2 separate regions of the Mus musculus genome follow, and region 2 is linked to region 1. The links are chromatin contacts, called in public Hi-C maps. All regions are on one chromosome and are shown on one strand. The core of a region is the stretch at or near the end of the contact, and the rest is flanking DNA. Distances in the headings are between cores, read along the strand shown.

What was found. Hi-C and Micro-C count contacts between places; a contact is called where the count stands out from the background.
Region 2: a Hi-C map of embryonic fibroblasts shows a contact between it and region 1, with 2.9 times the contacts expected there. The contact joins two enhancer-like sites. A contact is called at or near these places in 1 of 15 datasets of contacts at CTCF or cohesin (the NIH/3T3 cell line), 13 of 484 Hi-C or Micro-C datasets (the C2C12 cell line, cerebral cortex, cortical neurons and 6 more) and 5 of 115 datasets of contacts at active chromatin or transcription factors (the NIH/3T3 cell line, embryonic fibroblasts, fibro-adipogenic progenitors and 2 more).

The regions. Positions count from the first base shown.
Region 1 is chr17:63,572,303-63,579,935 of GRCm38.p6, reverse strand. No RefSeq gene overlaps it. Among named protein-coding and RNA genes, the nearest start is that of Fbxl17, 76 kb to the right of the region's middle. Within about 2 kb of position 4,170, at least 5 of the 459 cell types and tissues checked have an H3K27ac peak or open chromatin away from gene starts, as enhancers often do. A contact at or near this core is called in embryonic fibroblasts, where this site is marked.
Region 2 is chr17:63,673,869-63,681,501 of GRCm38.p6, reverse strand. No RefSeq gene overlaps it. Among named protein-coding and RNA genes, the nearest start is that of Fbxl17, 180 kb to the right of the region's middle. Within about 2 kb of position 3,066, at least 51 of the 459 cell types and tissues checked have an H3K27ac peak or open chromatin away from gene starts, as enhancers often do. A contact at or near this core is called in embryonic fibroblasts, where this site is marked.

The sequences.
Region 1 (7,633 bases), core at 2,921-5,420:
TGGCAAGCCTTCTGATTATTTTATTAATTAATGGTTGATGCAGAAGGGCTCAGCTCACTGTGGGCGGAGCCACCCCTAGGCAGATAACCTTGAGTTATATAAGAAAGCACACTGAGAAAGCCATGGGAAGCAAGACGGTGCTCCCCTAGGGCGTCTGCTTCTGTTCTTGTCATCAGGTTCCTGACTTGTGTTTCTAGACTGACTTCCTTCTATTGTAGCCTGTAATGTAGAAGTATAACATGAAATAAACCTTTTATCTAGCACCAAGTTGCTTTTGGTCATGGTGTTTTAAACAGTGATAGATACCCTAACTAAGAGAAAGACATGCATGACTCCCAACTGTTGTGTACCAACCATCAACATCAGAACATAATTCAACCTCTTGCTCCTGCCACATACCCTAAACATAGATATAAATGAACCAGTGGTGGAGGATGGTTCCCTGAAGAGGTGTACTTGATATCATTATAGGGGAACGGATGCTAAGCAGAAATGAACTACAGATGTCCATTATATCCACCTTGTTATGCTAGAAAAATGTACTGTGATCTTGTCATATAACTGAGAAGGTTTTAGTTTCTGCATCAAAAAGCTTCCCTATGATGAATTACCCTGTGTTAAGTCAAGGCAAGAAATAGTCTGCGGTATTTGAATAAGAGTGGTCTCCATAGGAACATATGTTTGAATACTTGGTTCCCAGTTGATAGAACTGTTTGGGAAAGATTAGGAGGTGTGACCTTGTTGGAGTAAACTCTAGCATACCTGTTGCCTCCCTGTTGCCATGATCCCGACATAGTGATCATGGACTCATACTCTGAAACTCTGAACTCCTCATATAGGCTTTCTTCTATAAGTTGCTTTGGTCATGGTATCTTATCACACAAGTGGAAAAGTAACTAAGACATCACTAAAGACAATTAGTGAGGATCTCATTGAAAAGGTACAAGACACACATGCATCAGATTTGTACCTGTGGAAATAAACCGAAGCAATACTACTGTTATAGGCAGCAATTCCTTAACATGTCACTGGTTTTATGGCGATAAAACATGAAGGAGCTTCATTACTCTCCTGCACAATTTATGCTAACTTGACCTGATTTGTCATGATACATGGGCTTTCCTTCATTAAAAGTTTTAGCCATTCGGAGCTAGGTATGTTACTTAATTGGTACAGTATTTGCCTGCCATACACAGAGCCCTGACTTCCATTCCCAGCACCACATAAAACTGGGCAAGGTGGTATGTCTGTAATCAAGCACTCAAGTTTGAGGCCAGCCTAGGCTACAAGACCTCTGAAGCCTAAGGAAAGGGAAGGAGTAGGCCACCAAGTTCAGACAGTTCTGAAGATTTCACCAAGTAAGTGAGAAGTTAGAGCCACTGAAGCCCTATGATGAAGACATCCAGCTTCCAAGCCTAGCCCAGGAATATTTGTCAAGTAATTTGAATACGCTCAGCATAGTGCTTAGGACATTATAGAATAACAGATTAAAGTTATTATTTTATAAGTATGAACAAAATAATCATAATCATTTTTTCAATAAAAGTTAAGGTATTGGGCATTTAGAAAACTGAGAGGAGTACTCAGTAAGATTCTATGAAAAATTAAGTCCTTTATTATTCTTCCAAGAAAATATGTAATATAATTCAGCTTGGAATTGTTTTTCTTAGTACCAAGGAAAAAAATTAAGAAATTATTCGAATATCCTTTATAATAGAATATTTTATTAAAACTTTAATTAGTGAATTCATGCACTGTGGTTATAACTATATCCATGCAAATGGAAAGAGTATTTAATGAATTTCTTTTAACTTAGTAGAATTTCTCGGACTTTTTCTTTGCACATGTGCATGCAGGATGCAGTCCACTCACAAGGCGAGGACCGGCTGGTAGCAGTACCAGGAACTGAACTGCAGCTGAGATGCAGCCTGAGTGAGTGGATCTCAAGTCTTCATTTACTCTCACCTTGCACTCTCCAGCCTGCAGCTTCTATGCCTGAGAGCTGTTTGCAGGACGAAGTATCATCCGGGATTACTAATGCAGATACTCTTCTGACATCCGTGACAAGCTCTTTCAGTGACTTACAGAAGTTCTCAATAAAATTACCTTCATTTAAGAATTAATTTCAATGATCTCTTATGGGATAATTTGATGCTGATCCCACTTTTAATTATGTAAGTGCTAGAGATATCAGGCTGCTATAATTTATATGATCACTGGTAAATTTAGGGAGAACTTTTTATTAAGTTTTTTTTATGGTTGGGGGGTTTTCCTCACACCTCATAGCCTCTTGTTTTAATTATTATCACACACACACACACACACACACACCTCCGAGTCTAGTGTATATTTATATGTTTAGGAATAACAGGACTAGATAATCTATCAGGGACCTCATTCTTAGTCAAGAACAATTCCTCTCTTCTCAGCAGCCTTTGCCATGGCTCTATCTGTGGGAGGGACTTGTGGAATTTCTTGGGGGTGTTTTTGTTTTGTTTTTGAAGATTTATTTTATGTATGTGAGTACACTATAGCTGTCTTCAGACACACCAGAAGAGGGCATCTGATCCATTACAGATGGTTGTGAGCCACCATGTGGTTGCTGGGAATTGAACTCAGGACCTCTGGAAGAGCAGACTGTGCTCTTAACCCTTGGGGGGGTGGTTTTTAAAATCAAATATATGCTTAGGAAATAATAAATAAAAAAGGAAGGAAGAAAGGAAAAGAAAAAGGGAAAAGGAAAGAAAAAAAGAAAAGTAAGAAATGAAAAGAACAAAATAAAAATTAAAAAAAACGTAGAAAATGATGCCAGTACTGACAATTACTACTATCTCTCAACAGAGTTTGAGCTTCTGTGTTCTATTTGCTACATGCTATATCAAAACGGATGAAATGGACATATAAATTGACTGAAGTTTGCTCTGTTCTTTCATTCAATCAACAAACTCATTATTGAGCACCTAGTATGTGGCATATGTTGGGCATTTTTATAGATTAAGGAAGACAGAAAAAAAAAGCCCCATCTTTTCATGGAATTTATATTGTGTTTGGTTAAGACACACGAGAACGCATCAGATATTTTCTTTATTTTAATATGGGGGGAATAAAGACACAATGAAGAGAAGGGGGTAGTGATCAGGGAAGAACTCTCTGAAAAATGATAGCTGAAAGACTTGAATGGGTAAGCGAGCCACACAACCCTAGAGGTGCTGGGAAGCGAAGATCCTGACACAGAAAAGACATAATTGCATTCAAGGAAGAAAGAGCAGCGTTACAACAAAGTGACAGAAGATGCTGAGAGGGGCGGGAAGGGCAGATGGTTCAGAGGCATCGAAGGCCTCTGGTTTACTCCAGGTGTGAGGAGAAGCGGGATGTTGGGACCAGAGAATGCCATGATAAGCAGAGCGCCGAGGACTGGCTCCGCAGCAGTGGTTCTCAACCTGTGGGTCCCGGCTCCTCACAAGGGTCGAACATTGGATATTTACATTATGATTCATCACGTCAACAAAATCACAGTTAGGAAGTAGCAACGAAATAATGTTATGGTTGGGGGTCGCCACACCATGACGATTGCAGTTAATAAGGGTTGAGTGTTAGCGTCTGCGTGATTGCAATCTTGACTCTTCACTGCCCAAGGTTTAAAATATGAAAAATAAAAATCATTTCTGTGCAAGTGGTATGTGAAGAACAAAACACACACACACACACACACAAATCAGCTTTCTAACCAGAGTGTTACAAACTTAACTCAAAATAAAATACCTGTTTCAGGAGGGTGGGGTAAAAGATTGTGGGAGGAGGTGACCAGAAGAAGGGCAACGGGCAGTATGTAAAGTGAATAAGTAAAATAAGATATATACATATATATATGCATATATCAATAAATTTTGTTATATAAAAACAGGGTATATATATTGCTTTATATATATAAAATAATTAAACCCTCTTTCTATTATGGTTGTTGGGGAACTGCCTATGCAAGCTGTCAACTCACAAAGGTTCTTTGTGGATGGTACATTAGAGTATAACAGCTCAGAATATTCTGGAACATGTCTCCCACCTTTCCTCCTGTCTCCTCCTGTTGACAGCCTGACTCCTGGGTGCTGTTAGAAAGCAAAGCAGAGCTGAGCCACAAGCACCCAGCATCTCTTCCACAGGAAAATGCTGCCATCTGGAGGCTTCTAGAATAAACAGATAAAATTCAGTAATTAAACAAAGTGGAACCAGGGCCCCAGACCCACATCTGTTCATTTCTATATACAACATCTTTTCTCTGGAGAAAAATTATACAGTCATTAACTTAAAAGAAATGAGAAGGCATCCGACCACTTTCATCTTTTTGCTTTGGCAGGCCTGCTGTATTAAACGGAACCCCGGGCAGTTGGTTTTACAAACCTTATTATTTTGTGATCTGCCCATTCATTACCAGTGTAAAGTGGATGTCACTTTTCCACTACTGCTGTGCCATGTCTCAGTCCCCTTTGCGATGGCAAATCTCCATTTCCTCCATGAAAACTGACCAATTCAATTTCTTTGTTCAATTTTGATTAATTATATTTTTCTAAGTAAATCAATTCTTTCATCATTTCAAATATATTTTCATAGTTATATGTAATATTCTATAAAATTTTACTCTTTTATTTGCCTATAGCTATGTATACTTTTTAATCTTTCATGCCATCTTCTTACTTCCCTTTTGTGTAGAATTTGCTGTTTGATGCTGCGCAGTTAGGATTGAATTCAGCGTGCCTCACACCACTGGGATACACATCCAGTTCTATCATGGGGTTTTGAATGGCAGAAGGACGGATATAGAGTGCACGCTACTCTGGGAGACAACATTGTCAGCTTTTGTATTGACAGACACAAGACTTGGGTGTACTCTTTAGAGGTCAACTTTAACATCTCAAATTAGCAGTGACATAAAGACAGGATCGCTGAAATGTCAATGATTAAAAATCTTTTGTAAAGAGCTATGTTTTTTGAGGCAGCTGAACAAAATCGAAGAGCAAATTACAGATGCCAAATTGGGAAAAAAATATATTTTGTACAGTTTAGAGAAAGTATAATATAAAATGGACATCGAATTAAAATAATGATCAAATTGGCTACAATAGAAAGAAAAACTATGAAACAAAGGTACCATAGCCAGGAAAGATATTTCCTAGAAATATGATAATCATAGACTAATTCCCTTAATATATGTGCTAGTTAGACTGCTTCAACTTGACAGAAATTAAAGCCACCCAGGAATCAGATTGGCTTGTAGACTTCTTCCTTGGTTGTCGATGGGTGTGGGAGGTGCCCAGCAGACTACAGTCAGTACCATCCTGGAGTAGCTGGTCTTGAATAAGAACATAAGATGAGCAAGCCATGGAGAACAGGCCAGTTAGCTGTGGTCCTCCATCCTCCACAGCGTCTGTAAGTCTCTGCCTCCAGGTGCCTGCCGAGTCCCTGTTGACGTTCCTTGGTGGTGGACTGTAACTATAAGCCCAATAAACCCTTCCCCTCCCCAAGATGTTTTGATCAGTGTTTTATCACAGCAAAAGAACATGAACTAGGACCCACCTGAAACATTTACTCTGTGAAAGATTGTGTTATGATTATAGGACGGAGAAGAATACATGAACCTCACACGGGGACAAGCACTTTTATTCTGAATACAAATCTCAAAAGTTAAGGAGTAGGAAGAGATAAGGAGAAGGAAGGAGAAAAAGTAAATATACAATTAAAAATGTATAATGAAATGAAGAGTTGCTTACCAAGAACGAGGTAAGACCAGCAAGCAAGCAGAGTGAGAGACTGTTAGCACTGTTGGCCGTTACAGAAACGCAAAGTAAAGCCCTAGTGTGCTCACCACAAGATTGCTAGAACAGCTGTGGGAAAGAATAATGGCAGCCCTCAGTGGTCCCAGCACAAGGAGACGACACACCATGCATGTATTCCTGGGAAGAGTGCAAAAGGATACAACAACTTCAAGAAATAACTTGGCAGTTTCTTCAAACACCAAACATGTATCTGCCTTATAACCCACCTGTCACACTTTAGGGCATTTGTCCCAAAGATACTTATACAAAAACCTAGATAGAATATTCACAGCAATTTTACTTTCATCACCAAACACAAAAGGCAATCTAATGTCCTTCAACAGATGAACCATACACCAATGTACTACCAGTAAGCAATAAAAAAGAATAAACTTCTACAACGCTCAGCCAAGGTGGATCACAAGGTAATCACACTTAGTTGAAAGCCAGCCTCAAATGGCTAAATACTGTACAACCACATTCACATACCGTTCTTAAAAATGACACAGTCATAGAGATGTAGAGCAGACTGATGTTTCTAGGTGACAGGGACAAGGCAGATGTAAAACAAACTCAGCCAAAGAAATAAAGTAGTTTATACAAATCCACACATGGGACGAAGTCACATAGAGTTTTACATGTAGGTGGATGAAAATTATACAAACTATGCAGCTTGCTATTATTGGAGAAAGTGGACGCATGTGTACTGGATCCTGAGTATTCCTTAACTTCCTTTAAGTCGACAGGTTAGACATTTTAGGTTAATGAGAAAACACGTTATGGCCTTCAAATAGAGATTTAGATCTTCTTGATGTCTTAGTCAGGGTTACTATTGTTGTGATCAGGCACCACAATCAAAGCAACTTGGGAAGGAAAGTGTTTATTTGGCTTCTTTCAGGTCCACACCACTGTTTATCACAGAAGGAAGACAGGATAGGGACTCAAGCAGGACAGGAACCTGAAGGCAGGAGCTGACACAGGGGCCATGGAGGGGTGCTGATCACTGGCTTGCTCCTCATGGCTTATTCAGCCTGCTTTCTTATAGAACCCAGGACCACTAGCCCAAGGCTGGCACCAGCCACCATGGGCTGAACCCTATCCCATCAATCACTAATTAAGAAATGCCCTACACCCAGATCCTATGCAGGCATTTTCTTAACTGAGGCTCCCTCCTTTTAGATAACTGCAGCCTGTGCCAAGCTGACACAGAACCATCCAGCATAATTGACCCTTTGGTCAACTTGACACACGTGTACATCATCATTAAGCCACAACCCTTCTTTCCTTTACTTCTTCAAGATCACACATTAATATAAACATCCCAAAAATTTTAAAACTTACAGTCCTTAAAAATACAAATACTTAAAAAACGGCAAAGTCTTTTAAAATTCAAAGTCTCTCAACTGTGGGATCATGTAAAATAAAATTAATTAAATGCTTTCTTACTTCCAAGGGGGATAAGCAGAGCACAGTCACAATCTAAATAAAACAAAAACCTTACTCCGACATTATGGATATCGCAACATCTAATGTCTGGGATTTACTCACCATTCTACAAATGGCTTGGGTCACTTCTCTGGCTCTGCTCTCTGAACCATGCAGAACAAGTTGCTGTTCATCACAGAATGAAGTCAAGACAGAAACTCAAGCAGGACAGAAACCTGAAGGCAGGAGCTGATACAGGGGCTGTAGAGGGGTGCTGCTCAATGCACATGGAGGAGGCTCCAGCTGACTCCACTCTACTATGACTACTCTTCTTGCTGGTCATCCCATGAAACTGACATCTCCAAAATGTTGGGGTCCCTGCTGCAACAGGGCTGCACATT
Region 2 (7,633 bases), core at 1,817-4,316, 100 kb before region 1:
CTTAAGCTTTTGAAAACTAATTACATCATTGGATGCTGAATTTATTTCTTTGCATTAATCAAAGTTGTGCTCCAGGAGTCCTGACAGATCATAAATAGAAAAAGCATTTCAAGCCCTGAGGCTGCTTGGTATTTACGGATACCCACACTTCCATCAGCACGAGTAATGATCATGTTGATTAGGCTCTTAAAACAAGCGACTTCTGATTGAATACATTGTCTTGCCAAGGAAAGGACAGACAAAGATCCGGAAGAAATCCCAACATAATCACGGTAGTTCGCACCCTAGGCTATTAAGCAATTTGTCTGGAAGTTAACTTTCTGTATGGTTCTTTGGACCACCAGCTTCACGGTATATAATATTTGGGTGAGATCCATGATGTAGATACCATTGGGCTATCACAGAGAAATGGGCAAAGATGAACGGTAGGGACAAAGAAACAAGGACAGCAATATCCACGAGTACCCACTAACTGCTATGCGATAAATTCCCCTCAAAACTGGCTTAAAACAGCAGCCAGTTTAATTACACCTGATAATAAAGAAGTCAGGGGGTCAGGAAGGGCACAGATAGGCAATTCTGCTGTGTCAGTGGGGTTATTCAGGGGCGTCCAGCTGGAGGATGAGTGGGCTTGGGGAATTCATAGTGATTTCATTTAGAGGTCCAACTTCTTGTCAAGGCTTAGACAAGCTCGTTTTTCCTCCATTACTCTATTTTCTACAGAGTAATTGGGCTGTAAATATGGTGGGCCAAGGCTCTGAGTATTTGCCGAGATATAAAGTGCTATCAGCTACTTTCTTGCTCTGGAAACCAGTGATGCACTGTGTCTCTTGCATCTTATTGGCTAACACAGCAACAGGCTCAGAAGGAACAAGAACAGGTCTCACCTTTGAAAAGGGAAGGATGTGAAGAATCTGTGGCCATCTCTAACTGGCTGGACCAGATTCAGAACAGAAAAAGAAAAAAACTGATGAAGAACACTGGACTTTTCAAAAGTGAAAACGGCAATGTCCATGTAGGTAAGAGATGAAGGGAGAGGGGCCACTGCAAGATAAACGCAGAACTGAAAGGGCCCTGATTCTGTGGGTCTGAGGAAGCCAAAAGATTTAAAGTTACAAGGTTATATAACTTTAATAGTTTATCAAATATAGTATTTTTTATATACTTACATACTTAATATATTACCTATGTACTTATGTTTAATAATATATTAAATATAACATGTAATATTATATACTTATATTTAATAGTATATTTGATATAGTGTATATAATATACTTATATGTAATGATATTGCTAAATATAGTGTATTTAATAAGCTATTAAATAAACTGTTAAATATACCATATTTAATCATTTATTAACTAGTATAGCACAACCATGCTAGGCAATGCAAAAAGAAAACTGTAGTAGGCTAATATTTTCAGAGTGAAGAAAGGACCAAACTGATGAAATAGTAAATATTCCCACCTGGTTTTCAAAATTGAATTTCTGAAGTCCATTTCATCCAAAAGTGAGAATCAGGTTATTTAGAGCAAGCAAAATTTGCAGTGTTCCTTGATCCTCAGGTTTATGTGACCATCTCCTCCTCAGAGTTTTAGCCAAATCTCTCTCCCCTCCCTCTCCCCCTCCACCCTCTCCCCCCTCCCCTCCCCCTTCTCTCTCTCTCTCTCTCTCTCTCTCTCTCTCTCTCTCTCTCATGTTCCATCTCCTATTTCCTGTCTCAGCTCATTGGCCATAGTCTTTTTTATTGACAAGTTGGGCTTCCATAAAGTAAATAATAGGTTCTCTGTACCTATAGCCTCAGTTGGCAAGAAAAGCACTAGTCTGGGGAGTGGAGGGATTGGTTCTTTTTAAATATTTTTAAATCCTTCAAAGTTAGCATACTTACCTGGGGACTATACATGAAGGTTTGATGGAAACTCCAATTTCATACTAGTCCCTTCTGGTGAACAGCTTCAGGAATCAATCCCTGGATTTTCAAGTAGAAATATATCTATTCCCCAAGTTCAGTCTACTTCATAGATGGTACTAGAGTTATCTTTTCAGAAGGGGACTGTTAAGGTAACCTTGAACAGTTCCATTAGGGAGAGCTCATTTCTCCTGCTCAAAAATCTGCCCTTATCTTCAGGTGGACGCCTAACATTCAACCTTCTCAAAGTACAAGGGTTAATCCAGCTGGGCCTGTCCGTCATCTGTGCAGGGCCCACTCTCCCAAGTCCCACAGCCAGTGATGGGGCAGCGCTGGATAGACGTCCTCTCTAGTGACCCCGGGGCCAGCCCTCCCAGTTACTACAGGTCACGGTGAGGGGGAGGGGAAAGAGCATCACAACGCACCCATGCCATCTCACCGCAGACAAGTGCCCTCACCCTTGGGGCTGGTTCACCTGCAATCCCTCCACCAGGGCCAGCTCTACTGTGCTGACTGGCGAGGCTCAGGGCCCATTCTCCCGAGAGCCGCCAGCAATGAGAGATGGAGCCAGCTCTCCAGAACAAAACATCCAGTGAGGGACGAGGCCATTCTCTCTGGCACCCCTGGCACCTCTTGAAACTTTCCCAGGTTCTCAATGCACATAGTGGTCAAGGCTCTAGACCCAACACAGGGAACAACAGCACATAGGGATCTTCTCTCTATGCTGTATGGTCTCCATAGATGGCCTGCCTGCCGAAATCTGCTTTGAACAGATCTTCTTCAGTTTCACTAATCTCTTCACTGTGAGAGTGAAGGGAGTTGGTTAGCGGCAAGGGGTAGGATTTTCCCCTTTATCACTATATACTTTAGCCCCTACTCTTGCCAGAAAGGTAGTGGTAAGTCCCCAAGCTTAGACCCTTGTTACTAAATTTCAAAGTCTGGGCCTTTAAGTAGACAGAGCAGGACCTAACATCTTTTGTGGTAACAGCAAGAGAGTCTCTCAAATCCCACAAAGATGTAGTCATCTTTCCTAGTATAACAAACATCTGATCTTTGTGAGTTTCATAACCAATTGCAGATGCAGCTGGGGGTTTTCCACTACATTCTTCGAGATTCTCCCTGTCAACTTTTTAGCAAGTGATGTCATCACTAAGGGCCTCCAGGGAGCAGAGGGATTGCATGTGTCTTGAGTCTGTGTCCAGATTACAATGGTGTATATAAATCACATTACAGTATTTGAAAATATGTGACTCGTTATTTTCTTTGGACCACTGAAGTGCAGCATTTAAAAAGTCCAAATTAAAATTTTTGGTTTATTTCCCAGACTAGAGCTCATTGTATCCAGAGATTTATGAGTTCCTTCAGAGAGATAAGACCCAACTTCATTCCACTCATAAGAAGAAAAATAACCACTGTAGATACCCCGTGGCTTCTATCTCCTGTAGCAAGCTTCCTGTCTCCAAATTCCTAAGGATTGAGAGGACAAATAAACAGAGGATCTTGGGTGGACAGGGGAGAATATCACAGCAGGATGGGGAACATGCTTCACCAGACAACTGAAAAATAAAAATAAAAAAGAGGGAATAGAAACAAAATCTCCCAGATAGTGTTTGATGTTTTCATACGTAATACAAATATGAAGAACATGTTAGTGGCATGTATCATGAATCAGTTTAAGGCATTATTGTCACAGGCACTTGACTGCAGTAAGAACTACAATGTACATTTATAATGAGTAAATGTCATCTTTTGTGCTGTCCACCAAGTCCTCTTAAGAGATCCCTGTGAGAAGGGGAGGGACCCCAAATGGCATGATCAAGGTGGGACATAAAATCACAGCAGGACAAGTCACCAGTGTTTAAGAGGGGTTAGCGTGCTTGGCCTTGATCTGAACAAAATAAAGTGAATGAAACTTCCCAGGAAATATTTCTGGAGTACACTGAGGCCAACTGTTTGGTTGGACAATACTCTAGTCAAGTGTTGCGCTAGAACACATGAGACGGGTACACAGATCTGAGTCTAGTGAGACAATCTAGGCAGTGCTTGGAGCAGGATTTAAGTATCAGAAGCAAAGCATTGATTACTCTCCATTGTTGAATTTTCAAGGTGTCAATCAACTCCTAACAATGGTAATGGTTTTTTTTTTAATTTAACATTAAGTTTATTTATTTATTTGTTTATTTATTTGTTTGTTTATTATTTGTGTGCATGTGTTGGATGCGGGCGAGTGTGTGGGAGTTCAGAGGACAGTTTATGGCAGTCCACTTTTCTCCTTCCATAGCGTGGATCCTGGGAATTGAACTCTGGCCAGCTGCCTTGGCAGTGAGTGCTTTTACCCACGGAGCCACCTTGCAGGCCCCAAAGTAGCTTTTATTCTGGTGCCTGCGCTCCACTTCCACTCCACAGCAAAGCAGAGTAGGATCTGAAGAGTTGTAACAGTCTACCCAGAAGACGATTCTCTAGACGCTTCTTTGACCAGCTTTTGAAGCTGTGATTTGGGGCAACCATGATGAAAGCAAGCTGGAGCGGCCCTCAGAGACTGTAAATCAGGGGCAACCATCCCTGCAGTAGGGAAGTGCGGTACCAGAGCACTTTCTGTGGTCGGTAGAGAGCAAGTGAGCGACCTGTGGAGCAGGTTCTCTTAGCTTCCTTGTCATGATCAGCTGAGCCACATTGTGCTGCTCACAGAGGTAAGGCTCCTGTGGCTCGGCTCGGTGAGTATGTTGACTAGGGAGGGTTAGGGGTCTAGCCTTTTTCCCTTAGAGAATTGGAAAGCAGAAAATATAATTTAGTGCCATTGAACATTTCTGGGCTCACTGCTGGTGGCATTTACAGAAACCGCATAGGGGTAGAACAACCTCACTCTCTATTATCCCACTGAGATGACTGAAGGTAATGATCAAAATTTCCTGTCACAACTCAGGTGTAATGAAGGTTGACATGACACTGTGTACTAGGTGCCAGAAACCTTGGTCTCCCTATTGGGGCCCTCCTCTGCTTTTGTATCCCTTCTAAGCGCCCTCCAAGTCCTCCTAACTGTCTCCCCAGTCTGCCTAACCTAGTTCCACTGACACTCACCCTTCATTACTGCCAGAACCTGCCCCTCTCCATCTCCAGAGTTTCCTCCATTCCTTTCCTGCCTTCTCACATCAATACCCAGAAATCACCCATTGCTCTTGCAAAGCCTCCACATGGGGGCTCACAACTTCTTGTGACTCCAGTTCCAGGGAACCCGCATTCTCTCCTGTCCTCCGGGCATGTACATGGTACACAGAAAATAGATCGATCCAAATCACTCTTTTAATTTTGAAATGAAAAAAGTTGTGAGAGTTGACATCTTAGTTACTTTTCTATTGCTGTACTAAAACACCAGAACCAAGGCAATGTCTAAACCAAGCATCTAATTTCAGCTTACACTCTCAGAAGATTAGAGTCCATGACCATCATGACGGGGAGCGTAGCTGCAGGCAGACAGACATGATGCTGGGGCGGGAAGTAGCTGAGCGCCTATATCTTGATCCACAAGTATGAAGTAGAGAGCTAAGAGTGTAGAATCTTGAAATCCCAAAGCCCGCCCTCCTTGACACACCTCCTCCAACAAGGCCACACCTGCTAATTCTTTCCAAATAGTTCTAATGACTAGGGACCAAGTATTCAAATATCTGAGCCTATTGGGTCCACTCTCATTCAAACCCTCACAGTAGGGACTGAACCTATAGCCTCTATACACATCAGCAAGCATTCTACCACTGATTTATATCCTTTACCTTCTTTCTACTTGTTATGTTGCGGTGGAGCTTCGCTAACTTGTCTAGGCTGTACTTGAATGTAATCTGTGCCTTAGCAGGGTATGCACTTGAGATCCTCCTGCCTCAATCTCCTGAGTAGCTTGGATTATGGATTTGTGCGACTAGCCTATTGTGTCCCACCCTCTGTGTCTAATCATAACTGCCATGTACCACGTACTCAGTAAATATTTACTAACTGGAATGGAGGCAGGATCAACATCCTGGCTCAAGTCCCTAACTATAAGCTATTAAGTTTAGAGTTCCAGCTATGATGTAGACTGTTGTTCAGCATTACAATATCTGCATTTCCTCTGGTTTAAGCCACACTAAGAGACACTTTGCTATTATAGGAACTTTCTGTCCTTGCTGTGTAGCTATTTCTTCTGAATTGAATGAAGCATTGCCTCCTGGAGTTTGGTGGGTTGCACTTAAGACTCAGGAAACTTAAGAAATTTGCAAGACTCACAAAGCCCTTTGTCAAGGTCATGTGAGCAGTGAACAATTTCCAGGAAGAAGGTGTGAAGGCTTCTGTAAGTTGGGCAAGAGGCTCCGTGGATGCAGCTCTTTCGAGTCATCAGCTACTCTCGAGTGGGCTTTTCAGTGATGCAGCCACCCTTGGGTCTCCTGTGCTCCTCTATATAAGCCCTTACTCTCTTTCTTGAAAGGTCCTTGATAAATTCATTGATTCCACCAAGGTCAACTTGGGTGGGATTTTTCTTCGGTGTGTTACTGGTGCCCCTATCTATGATTAAAAGACATTTTTCTGCTGTCTCTAGGAAGTTATGTTATATCCTCTGCCCAAATGCTGTTATAATACAGGCCTAGTTCATCTCTGACCCAGAATATCAGCAATCTGATTCAGCCTCACCAGCCCATGGCAGGGTACAGGATGATGTGGCAATCCATTTATGTGTGTGTGAGAGAACCTGTCAGAAACTACCTAGGAAAGGCTACGGCAAGCAAGTGAGTTTTGTGGAGATGGCCCATGATTTTGCTTGGCTGCAATAGGTGCACTCTAAGATCCAAGATCCTCAGAGATTTCATCCCAGGATTACTTCTTACCGCTGGTATCCCTTTCCTGTCACCATTACATAGCCTAGTGATTCCTGGGCTGATAAATAGGGTTGGGACAGATGTGTGATCAAGGGAAAACATTCAATCTAGGTCAGGTCTAAGGACGAAAGCACATGTGTGCACTATGATAAAGCAAGGCCATGTCAAACTGTTACTTTGAACTTATAGAATGAAACACTGCTTTGAACTTAACTACTGACATCCTTCTGTAAGGATGTACCCAAGCCATTTCCAACTTCTAGCATTACCAAATTAACATCATATCCTCTCTTCTAACCCAACCTGCTGCGTCCATGTCAGACTTGGAACTCACTGAAGACCACACACTGAGATATCGTTGCAAAACCATAAATAAAATAAAACATCAAACCAGTGTCTTCTCTCCCAGACCTGCCAGTCCTGGAGGAATGCTTACTGATGAGAACCACCCAGATGAAGCCTGGGACGCAGAATTCAAGAGAACAACCATCAACTCTATCAAAAAATCCAAGGAGGGCTGGAGAGATAGCTCAGTGGTTAGGAGCACTGACTGCTCTTCCAGAAGTCCTGAGTTCAATTCCCAGCAACCACATGGTGGCTCACAACCATCTGTAATAGGATCCAATAGGATTCTTCTGGTATGTCTGAGGGCAGTGATGGTACACTCACACACATAACATATATAAAATCTTTTTAAAAAAAAAGAAATCAAGGAGATTAAAGAAGACTCAAAGAAACAGTTCAGTTAGAGTAAGGAGAAAGAATTAAAGGAGGATGGATACCTATGAGATGGAGAAGAAAACACAAACATAAAGGCAGATAGACACGTAGAAAATCCAGGACTGAAGAATGGAATTCAACGAGGACCCAGAGATATTCA